Regions from separate parts of the Mus musculus genome. Here regions 2 and 3 are each linked to region 1. Evidence: chromatin contacts called from public Hi-C and promoter capture Hi-C data. All regions are on one chromosome and are shown on one strand. Each heading gives the region's core, a stretch centred on a gene start, on an enhancer-like site or on the middle of the called end of the contact. The rest is flanking DNA. Distances are from core to core; before and after follow the strand shown. Region 1 has its middle 18 kb from the start of Cyp2d34. Region 2 holds the start of Cyp2d9 (cytochrome P450, family 2, subfamily d, polypeptide 9). Region 3 holds the start of Cyp2d26 (cytochrome P450, family 2, subfamily d, polypeptide 26).

Region 1 (3,446 bases), core at 602-3,101:
GCTGGAGGGTGGTAGAGATATGTGTTGGGGGATGGGTGAGGTTATGGGGGCCACTGATCCCAGAGGAGAAGAAAAATGAAATGGGGAGAGGACAACACAGACAGGTATCCTTGGTTACACACATATGCACTTTCAGGTGTGGTCTTTGCACCTTACGGGCCTGAATGGCGAGAACTGAGGAGATTCTCTGTGTCAACCCTGCGCAACTTGGGCCTGGGCAAGAAATCGCTGGAGCAGTGGGTGACAGAGGAAGCTGGCCACCTCTGTGATGCCTTCACCGCCCAGGCTGGTGGGTGATGTGTGTGGACTGCAAGTGGGGACAGGGAGACAGCAACAATATCCTGAATTTTACTTGCATCTCCACTCCTAGGGAGTCCCCTCGATCCTTACACACTCCTGAACAAAGCTGTGTGCAATGTGATTGCGTCTCTCATTTATGCCCGTCGCTTTGAGTATGGAGACCCTGACTTCATCAAGATGCTAAAAATATTGAAAGAAAACATGGGAGAGAATACTGGCTTGTTTCCAGAGGTAGGAGACTCAAGGGCAGCCTTCAGATCAACTTCCCTGCTTTCCATCTTCCAAGAGGAGGCTGTAGACAGGAGATTTGGAAAGGAGACCTCTAGAAGTGTCATCCACAGGAATAGGAGCCTGAAGCTTGACAAGCATGCAGCAATGTGAGGGGAGAAGAGGCCCAAGATTAGGCCCTCTAGAATGTGAGAAGCTGGGCCTCTGCTCACAGGGAAGCCACCAAAGCCTATGGGATTTCCACCAAGGTGCTGCTAGAGGCTGAAGGCATGGACTAAGAAGGAGTCAGGTGATGGGTGGGAACACATAGGGCCCGTGTCCATCATGGAAGAGGCTGGTAACTAAGACTGGCCGAGATCAACACTAAGCCTATGTACCCAGGAGCCAGAGAGATGGTTAGTGGGTAAGGAGCTTGCCAGGCAAGCAGGGTGCTTGAGTTTCAATCCTGGATGCCACGCAACTGACTCTCTATGGTTTTCCTGGACCTCAACATCTTTGTTGTGTCAATAGCACTGCTCACATCATTTGCACATGGAAACACATTGAAATAATGACTATTATTACTGAAGTTATTTCTTACTTATTATTGTTATTTTAACTAATTATTTACTCAACTCGTTAAATTAAAGGCAGCAGGAAAACTTACCATATTCTATGGTTGTTACAGGTTCTGAACACATTTCCAATTCTCCTGCACATCCCAGGGTTGGCTGACAAAGTCTTCCCTGGGCAAAAGACATTTCTCACCCTGGTAAATAAGCTGGTGACTGAGCACAAGAGGACCTGGGACCCTGACCAGCCACCTCGTGACCTGACTGATGCCTTTCTGGCTGAAATGGAGAAGGTGAGAGACTCTGCAATCTGGTGTCCATTGCGCTGTGAATAACCCAGTGACACTGAAATGTCACCACCTAAAGTCATCAGGAGAGTGTTATGGGGCCTTCCAGTCTCTCCACTGAGTCTACTGCTTTTCTGTGTCCTAGGCAAAGGGGAACCCTAAGAGTAGCTTCAATGAAGCAAATCTACGTCTGGTTGTCTTTGACCTGTTTGGTGCTGGGATTGTGACCAGTTCAATCACTCTGACCTGGGCCCTGCTGCTCATGATCTTGCATCCAGATGTGCAGCGTGAGACTGATGGGGCTGGGAAGAAAGGAGGAGGAGGGTAGAGGCACAGTTCTTAAGCTTACTTGGGACTCTTGTGGCTCCCAACACTGGTTTAACCCAGACTCCAGCAAGGGTGATGGTCACCTTTCTCCCATGGGCTCAGCCCTTAACAGAGCAGTAGTAGAGGGACAAAGGACACCCCTCTGGTGTTCCTTTTTCTAAGTGGTTGTTGCCTTTCCAGGCCGAGTGCAAGAGGAAATCGACGAGGTCATAGGGCAGGTGCGGTGTCCAGAGATGGCAGACCAGGCCCACATGCCCTACACCAATGCTGTCATTCATGAGGTGCAGCGCTTTGCAGACATTGTCCCAATGAACTTGCCACACAAGACTTCTCATGATATTGGAAGTACAGGGCTTCCTTATCCCTAAGGTAGGCCTGGGACCCTCCAATGTCTAGTCAGGGTTGCTAGCTCTCTAATGTCTGAGCTGTCCACTTAAGATAGGACTGGAATTTAGGCTACCCAGTTCTCCATGCCACAGAACCAGCTTCCCCAGGTAACTATGGGAAGAGAAACAGTAGCAGGAACTGTATACTGGAAAGTCAAGTGGTAACAGCCACTACCTACAAATACAGGTGACAATGTGTATATCTGTCACTTATCACATATTCATGTCATAGTATTAATGACAGCTAAGAAGTCTCTAGGGCTAAGGTTATATGAAAGGATCCAGTCTGTGAGGTAGAGACCATGCATGTGAGCTTGGTGATCAGAGACTAGACAACCCCACCCCAGTCCAACCTCACACCATGTGCCTTCTGCCAGGGGACGACCCTCATCCCCAACCTGTCCTCCGCGCTAAAGGATGAGACTGTCTGGGAGAAGCCCCTCCGCTTCCATCCTGAACACTTCCTGGATGCCCAGGGCCATTTTGTGAAGCCTGAGGCCTTCATGCCATTCTCAGCAGGTGCCTCTGGGGTGCCTGGCTCCCTGTCTCTCCCCGGGGTGCCTTGGAGGGTGGAGCACTGTGGGGCATCAGGCCTGGGGAAATAAAGGGGGTGGGAGAGAACCCGAACTGGACATGGGGGACTGCCTTGCACTCTCTATGCCGCCCGGGTGAGCGTCTGGCTGTGGGAAGCTATGAACCTCAGTTCAAGGGGGGGCAGAGAGGAAGCAGTCCAGGGTCTCTGGGCCTCATGGAGGCCAGAGACGACAGGTTCTCAGTCTCACACATCCCAGATGTCACTGTATGTCGTGTAAGAGCTGAGAACAGGCCCTCAGATGGACTCTGGCCGGGGGCCGGAGGGAGGGTAAGGGGAGAGCCCTGGCAGTTTACTGCAGGGATGAGAGAACCTGACTAGTTCAGGCTGCTAGCTCGGTGGGTGCCTTGGGTTGGCTGGCGGCCATGGCTGGAGTGCAGGAAGGCCTTCCAGTGGGAGGTTAGATGTGGCTCTTTAGAGGAACGCCTACTCTGTTTCCCCAACACAGTGAGTCTCAATGAGCAGAGATTGTCTATGGTTTTAGAGCTTTATTGTAGAAAAACAGGGAGAAAGAGAGAAGGTAGAAAGAAATAGGCCAGCCATAGCCAAGTGGAGAAAAACCGGAAGGGAGGGGCTGAAGGAGAGCTAGAGATAAGATTAAGAGACTGTGGGAGCTTAAGAGAACAAGGAGGGGCCAAGCAGCCCCTTTTATAGTGGGCTGGGCTATCTTGCAGTTGCAGGGCAGTTGTGGTAAGAAGCATACCTGGCTATAGCCAGATACTGTGGGGATGGAGTCTAGCCAGAATACAAGGAGTTTGGGGATGTGACTGGTAGT
Region 2 (3,446 bases), core at 422-2,921, 190 kb after region 1:
AGGACCACACCTGCAGACACATCAGTATGTAACCAAGAATGCCCAACTCTACTGTCTCCTTCTCTCTTCAATTCTCTTTTCTGGGTTCTGTCCTGGCCATGAGCCTCTCAAAACCTTGCTATCACAATCCAGCGCATGCCTTCTGGGTAGTCCTCCTGGTCTTCAGTGACTCTGCTGTGAATTGCTTGACCACATTCCCACCCACGTTCATAACCTGTGCTTCCTCAGCTTATTCCCACACGTCTGAACCCAAATCCACCGTCCACACAGCCCTTTACCTTGGGATCCAGGCTTCACACCCAGGTACTCAAAGATGGGCACTGGAGGGCGGTCAGCAGTGTCCTCTCCACAGGTCAACAGCATTTCCTTCATTGCCTTCAGTCCATTGATCACAACCATAGGCTTCCAGGCCATCTGTAGGCTGAACACGTCACCATAGCGGTTTTGAAGCTGAGGTAGAGAGACAGAGCACATAGGAAGTGGAGGTGCCCACAGATAATAGAACCAGTTTCACTGCACAACAATGTCAAAGTGAGAGGGTGCAAGGAAGTTTCTGTGTGTGTGAGTGCACATTCGTGTATGTTTACACCTTCATGTTTATGTATGTAATTTAAGTATGTGTGCATATGTGTATGTAAGTCCATGCATATCTCTCCCTCAGAGTCAATGCATATCTTAGTGTCTCTCTGTCTCTCTCTGTCTCTCTCTGTCTCTCTCTGTCTCTCTCTGTCTCTCTCTCCCTCTCTCTGCCTCTCTCCCTCTCTCTCTCTCTCTGTATTTGTATATGTGCATGCACATTAGTGTGTATCTTGCTTGTTATTGAACCCTGGTCCTCATGTATCCTGGGAAACTGCTTCTCACTGAGCTCCATTCCCAGCCTGAGGCTGCCTACCACTGCGGTGTCTTATCTTTTAAGTTCAGCGAAGGAATCACAGTAGATGTGACTCCCCAGTGGTGATCTTGTCAGAGCCAGAAAACTGTCCTGGGTTCTTTAACATGTCAACATTCATGAAGAGACTCTGGTTCCTCGAGATGGGCAGTGAGGCCAGAGAGCACACAACAGCAAGAGATTCAGGCAGCCACAGTCCCTCTCTCCACTCAGTGTCCTAAATGATATTTTTGGTAAACTAACAGACCTTGTTTTTGACAGGGCCATAATGGACCTTTGTCCTCTATGGCTGCTGCCCTGTCCAAACTGACTAAATACTGTTGTCACATCCTGCTTCACCTCCTGGAATTTTTCTTCTAAAATTTTGCTCTAGGAATTCCCAGTGGCTGCTACCAAAACATTTCTATGCCTGTCCTCTCTTGGAGGTCTAGATCCCTGTCTGACCTGTGGCCTAAGCCCTAGTATGTGCCGCTGTAGATACCATTACTTCAGTTACCATCTATTGCTAAGTCACTCACCTTGTACAAGCTGTATGGCATGTTACCTAGGTCCACCTGCAGCAAGTTACCCAGTACAGGCCATGGCACAGGGCCTGGTGGGTAACGAGAAGTCCAGCGCTGGCGCTGGTGGGTCAGGTCCACCAGTAATATGAAGATGACTGTGAATATGGCCACAGGCCACAGGTCAGTCCCAGTCAGCAGCTCCATGGCTGCCCCACTACTGCCCAGGCTTCCCAGAGACCAATGAACAACACTCAATACAACACCTAGGATCAGGAAGCCCCAAGCTTGGATCCTGTCACCTTATAAAGGAGTGCCAGGGTTGCCCTTTGTCCTCTGTGTCCTGCCCCAAATATGTGTTTGTTTTGGCCCGGAATAGGGAGGAGCCAGTGATGTTCAGTTCCTACCAGGAGCAGAGCATGCTGATTCTGCTGGGCTGAACATGGTAGGCAGATGTCTAGAGGACCCCTCTTCAAGATGGATGATCTGATTACTGTGTGCAGCAAATTCATTTGGTATGCTACCTATGCAAATCTTTGAGGGCTTGAGGATATTGCCTCAGAGAGGAATGAGACCTCCAAATCTTCATGGAGCACTTTGTTGACAGGACATGGGGCTTGACTGCCTTCCTGTGAATGCCTTCTGTGCATGTTTGAGCGGTGGGAGGATGTTTTCTACAGTGGAGGGAAAGAGGCTGGAGCCCCTATGGGCAAAAGAAGGACAGGTGGGGAGGGAAGCTGGAATCCTTGCTTGTGAGTAGTGCAAAGGCATATAGAGCCCCTGTGGTAAAGTGGAAGTTACTGGTGGGAAGGCAGCTAGATGTTCTGTTGATTAGTGAGTGCCAGTGGGGAAGGCAGCTGGAGCATTGCCATGTTCACTACAGGTCTGTGGTCATCCAGTGGATCAGGCAGCAATAATTACAACACGAGATTTCTCAGGCCCAGTCTGGGGAAGCTGAGAAAAATCTGAGTATCTTGCTGGCCAAAGTTGTTACAGGGACTTGTCACATGCTGGCCTCTGTCTCTTATTCACCCTCAGTTTCTTGGTGGGTCAATCTCACCTGGGAACAGTTTTTCACATGGAGGTAGGTGAGGCAGTTTCCTTGCTCATGCCAGAGGCCTGTGGTCAGGGTGAGCATTCATGAGGAAAACAGAAAGATGACTCCCGAGCCTTCTAATAAATGGCCCTTGTGTGCTGGGCACTGCTGGACACATGGCACATAGCAGGTCCCCATACACTAGGGTCCAAAGAGGCTCAGTCCCTGTCCTTGCTGGGAATCCAGACCTCTGAAGATCGAAGGCTTAGAAGTCCTCCTGGAATCCAGGCAGGCTCTTTCTACTACAGCTTCACCATGGTGGAAGGGAGGCTTGAGTTGAATGGAGACACACCATGAAGCCCCAGAGCAAGGACTACACACAGGTCTCCTCTCTGCTGAATGTGCCCCCCTGCACTGACCACCTGTGTGTCACTGGAGCCTGTTGGTGACTCCATGCTTATTGCTGGCCTGAAGCCTCTAAGTCTGTTTCTCCTCTTCCTGTCCATGCTCTTTGGCCCTGCCCAACCCAGTACTCTCGAATGGCACCATAGTTGGAACAGAGACAAATGTCTTTCTCAATCACCAAGTTGGTCTGAAAGGACACCTGCTTTGGAGGCAGGACACCATTATAGGTAAGGGTCAGAAAGGGAATTCAGGAGACAACCTGCTGAGGTCACTGTCAGATTCAGGCTGCTGGGTTTCTTCTGGTTAGTCCCAGGACCCTTCCAAGATGACTTTTAGTGCCTGATGCTTAAACCTGCATGTCAGGGCTGGGACAACATATTCAGCCCTCATTTCTTCCTGTCTGGGTCATCCATGACATTATCTAAGAGAAGCAGTTGTGCTGACTGGGTGTTGGCTCCAGTGGGGGATGAGCTGATTCAGTCTGGATTTCCCTGCATCAGGTAAATGAGCCCTCGTGAGGGAAGTGCACAGAGAGGTGAGGGATGTCACTCCCTCTATGTTGTACTGGGTTTCCTCTCTATGTTTGACTCTTGGGAGAGGACTATATGGTCTGCTT
Region 3 (3,446 bases), core at 285-2,784, 160 kb before region 1:
CCTCTGGCCAAGCTTTGCCCCAACTAAGCTTTCCAAAGGTGACACTCAAGAGTCACAGTCATCCCAGAAGAAACCTACCTGCCTCAGCTTCTCAGTAACTGCGTCTCAGTTGCCTCCCATCTCCCACCCATGACCTGTGTTGGCTCCTGACTTACCGTACCATAACTCAGCTGGGCAGGGCCAAAAGGAATAGGCAGGAACATGCATCGAGACGGGTGTGGGTGTGGGTGTGGGGAGGGACCCTTTACCCCACCCAGCCCACAGACCTCTGGCACAAGGTCTGCTTTACCTATATCCATGTAGAAGACTGTCAGGGGAACAACTGACCCACCAAGAAACCAAGGGTGAAAAAGAGACAGAGGCCACCATGTGATAAGTACTTGGTCCAACCTACAGGCCTCTGGGACTCTCAACAACTGTTGACAGTTTCTCAGCTTTCTCAGATCTGACCTAAGATGCTTCCAGGTTCTGAGTCTGGCCTCTCCAATCAACCCAGTAAGTAACCTCAAAGCTGAACACAAGACTCCAGGAGCTGCAGCCCCCTTCTTCCCACTGCCTCTCATCACAAAAACCAGACAGTGGCACTTGCTGTCATAGCCGGGTGCTGTGTCTTGCAGTACCTGCAAGTTACTTGTGTCCTAACAATAATGTGCTCCTTGAGCCTCCAGGATGGTCTTACCCCCCATCCCCCCATGTTTGGCAGTATTCACAAATATCTCAAAAACACCGCCCATGTAACACGAGGAAGACATCTCTCCATCCCTCTTAAGATGATTGTTAGCACAGGGCTTGACCTAACAAAAAGCCAAGAGTGAATAAAATTAGATAGTGGTCCCCATGTGACAACTACATGGACATCTAGCTGGCCTCCCCAGAATTCTATTGACAGTTGGTGACAGCCTTTCAGCTTTCTCGGGTGAGAGCTAAGAAGTCCCCAGGTTTTGAATTTGGCCTTCCTTGAGAGTTGAATGACCTCCTACCTGTGCTCAAGGCTCCACAGGCTGGAGCCTCCTTCCTTACACTGCCTCTCCCTCACCCTCATCTGCTAGCCACATAAGCCACTTCAGTGGCCATTGCTGCATAGTGATAGTGCCCACTGATAGTGTCAGTCAGACCTCATATCCTACTAGCCAAGTGTTCCCTGAAGCCTCCAAAAGGCCTTGTTCCATTCTGAGACAATGTCTTCGGTCCCCTCGGATCTCTGGTCATGTGGCAAATTAGTCTATGACCGTTGCACCCTGAGGCAGGGTCCATGGCTACGTGCCCGCTGTGCTTACAGTGTCCAACCCAATATAACCACTATGCAATTCTCTGTGGAGCTATCAGTGCCACTCCCCTGGATAAGCACCACAGGAAAGAAGAAAGGGCAGGAACCTCTGATGTTGACTTTCCCTTGATTTTTCTGACACCCCCTTCCCCCATATAGGCTCTGTTTGAACATTAATTAACACAGCTACTTGGCTCAAGGCAGAGAACAAAGTGCAGCCTTCCCCTCCTCCCTCTTTATAAGGGACCAGGTTCCCAGTCCATCATAAGAGGATCTTTCCTGATTCTAAGTTTCTGGAACGAGTATTCCTTCAAAAGCCTGGAAGCAGTAGGGCAGCCATGGGGCTGCTGGTTGGAGATGACTTATGGGCTGTGGTCATATTCACAGCCATCTTCCTGCTTCTGGTGGACCTGGTGCACCGGCGCCAGCGCTGGACTGCCTGCTACCCACCAGGCCCTGTGCCATTCCCTGGGCTGGGAAACCTGCTGCAGGTGGACTTCGAGAACATACCATACAGCTTTTACAAGGTGAGAGAGGTGGTGGTGGAGGACAGAAGAAGTCAGAGTGACCCAGGCAGCACGTGGAGGTGTTGAAGCCACTGGAAAGACAGGAAGATGGCCCCCAAGAGAAAAAAAGAGTTGTTGGGAAAACAAAGTGGAGTGTGTGTGTGTGTGTGTGTGTGTGTGTGTGTGTGTGTGTAATAGTCTCTTCCTGTTGTGTGGTCTCAGGCCTCGCTGCCTATCTTAGGAACCTGAATTTTTTCTTGTATGGTGGAGTATGAAGGGACCCAAGGATCTTGTTCAGGCTGAGTCACAGCTGAATGATAATATTTGCTGTGAGGTCTTTGTTAAATTGAGAAGATATGGTTGCCAAGCAACAAGGTGCCCCAACCATAGGCTAGGGATGTAGGCCTGTGATAGAGCATTTGCCCAGCATATGTCAGGAACAAGGTTCAATAAGTTCTATATATGTGTATGTACAGACACAGACACAGACACAGACACAGACACAGACACAGACACAGACACAGACACAGACACAGACACACACACACACACACACACACACACACACACACACACACAGAGAGAGAGAGAGAGAGAGAGAGAGAGAGAGAGAGAGAGAGAGAGAGAGAAGCAGAGACTTGTATGAAGAGTATTGATCTTCCACTCTGCTGGAAACCTCTACTTCCTATGTGCTCTGTCCTATTTCAGCTTCAAAACCGCTATGGCAATGTGTTCAGCCTACAGATGGCCTGGAAGCCCGTGGTTGTGGTCAACGGACTGAAGGCAGTGCGGGAACTGCTGGTGACCTATGGAGAGGACACTTCTGACCGCCCCCTAATGCCCATCTATAATCACATAGGCTATGGGCACAAATCAAAAGGCAAAGCTCTATAGTGGGGGCAAGGCAGGGAGAGTAGGGCTTGAGAGGGGTGAGCAGAAGATAGACAGACCTAATGGAGATGATGTGGTCCGGCAAGGCAAGGGAAAAACACTGGGGTGGAGGGTGGAGCCTAAGGAATGCAAGGTGCCAATATGTGCTAGAAAAGTGCTGGGCACTGACTGCTAAGACTGACCACAGAGAAATGTTGGGAACAGAAGAGACCACATAGCTAGGTGCCCTCAGTTACACACAGATATGTCTGCAGGTGTGATCCTTGCACCTTACGGGCCCGAGTGGCGAGAGCAGCGGCGATTTTCTGTGTCTACCCTGCGTGACTTCGGCCTGGGCAAGAAATCACTGGAGCAGTGGGTGACAGAGGAGGCTGGCCACCTCTGCGATGCTTTCACCAAGGAGGCCGGTGGGTGATGTTAGAGATGGAGAGTGTGAGCAGGGACTGAAGAGCACTATCATGACTTGCTTGCATCTCCAATCCTAGAACATCCCTTCAATCCCAGCCCCCTCCTAAGTAAAGCTGTGAGCAACGTGATCGCCTCCCTCATTTATGCTCGTCGATTTGAGTATGAAGACCCTTTCTTCAACAGGATGCTCAAAACATTGAAGGAAAGCTTAGGAGAAGACACTGGCTTCGTCGGAGAGGTATGTGGCTCGGGGCAGTGGGCCTGGCCACTTCTATGCTATAAATTCTATCAGAGTAAGTATGAATTCAGGGTGGGTGGGCCTGGTGTGATGGCCAAGTGCAGGGAGAAAGGCTTGGGTGTTGACAAACCTCAGA

What was found. Promoter capture Hi-C pulls out the DNA fragments that hold promoters and counts their contacts. Hi-C and Micro-C count contacts between places; a contact is called where the count stands out from the background.
Region 2: a contact with region 1 is called in a Hi-C map of liver, with 4 times the contacts expected there. The contact joins the promoter of Cyp2d9 here to the enhancer-like site in region 1. A contact is called at or near these places in 2 of 39 promoter capture datasets (embryonic stem cells and neural stem cells), 10 of 484 Hi-C or Micro-C datasets (brain, differentiating spermatogonia, embryonic fibroblasts and 3 more), 1 of 115 datasets of contacts at active chromatin or transcription factors (hepatocytes) and 3 of 9 other capture datasets (adipose tissue, liver and pancreatic islet).
Region 3: a contact with region 1 is called in a promoter capture Hi-C map of liver, with 4 times the contacts expected there. The contact joins the promoter of Cyp2d26 here to the enhancer-like site in region 1. A contact is called at or near these places in 4 of 39 promoter capture datasets (cranial neural crest, embryonic stem cells and liver), 6 of 484 Hi-C or Micro-C datasets (liver, nephron progenitors, tail fibroblasts and 1 more) and 2 of 9 other capture datasets (embryonic stem cells and liver).

The regions. Positions count from the first base shown.
Region 1 is chr15:82,637,191-82,640,636 of GRCm38.p6, reverse strand. It overlaps the pseudogene Cyp2d13. Among named protein-coding and RNA genes, the nearest start is that of Cyp2d34, 18 kb to the right of the region's middle. Within about 2 kb of position 1,851, at least 6 of the 459 cell types and tissues checked have an H3K27ac peak or open chromatin away from gene starts, as enhancers often do. A contact at or near this core is called in hepatocytes and liver, where this site is marked.
Region 2 is chr15:82,450,602-82,454,047 of GRCm38.p6, reverse strand. Cyp2d9 (cytochrome P450, family 2, subfamily d, polypeptide 9) reads right to left here and starts at 1,671. Exons shown (of 9, transcript NM_010006.2): 1 at 1,408-1,671; 2 at 279-450; 3 at 1-10. The coding sequence starts at 1,596.
Region 3 is chr15:82,792,333-82,795,778 of GRCm38.p6, reverse strand. Cyp2d26 (cytochrome P450, family 2, subfamily d, polypeptide 26) reads left to right here and starts at 1,534. Exons shown (of 9, transcript NM_029562.2): 1 at 1,534-1,794; 2 at 2,482-2,653; 3 at 2,919-3,071; 4 at 3,150-3,310. The coding sequence starts at 1,606.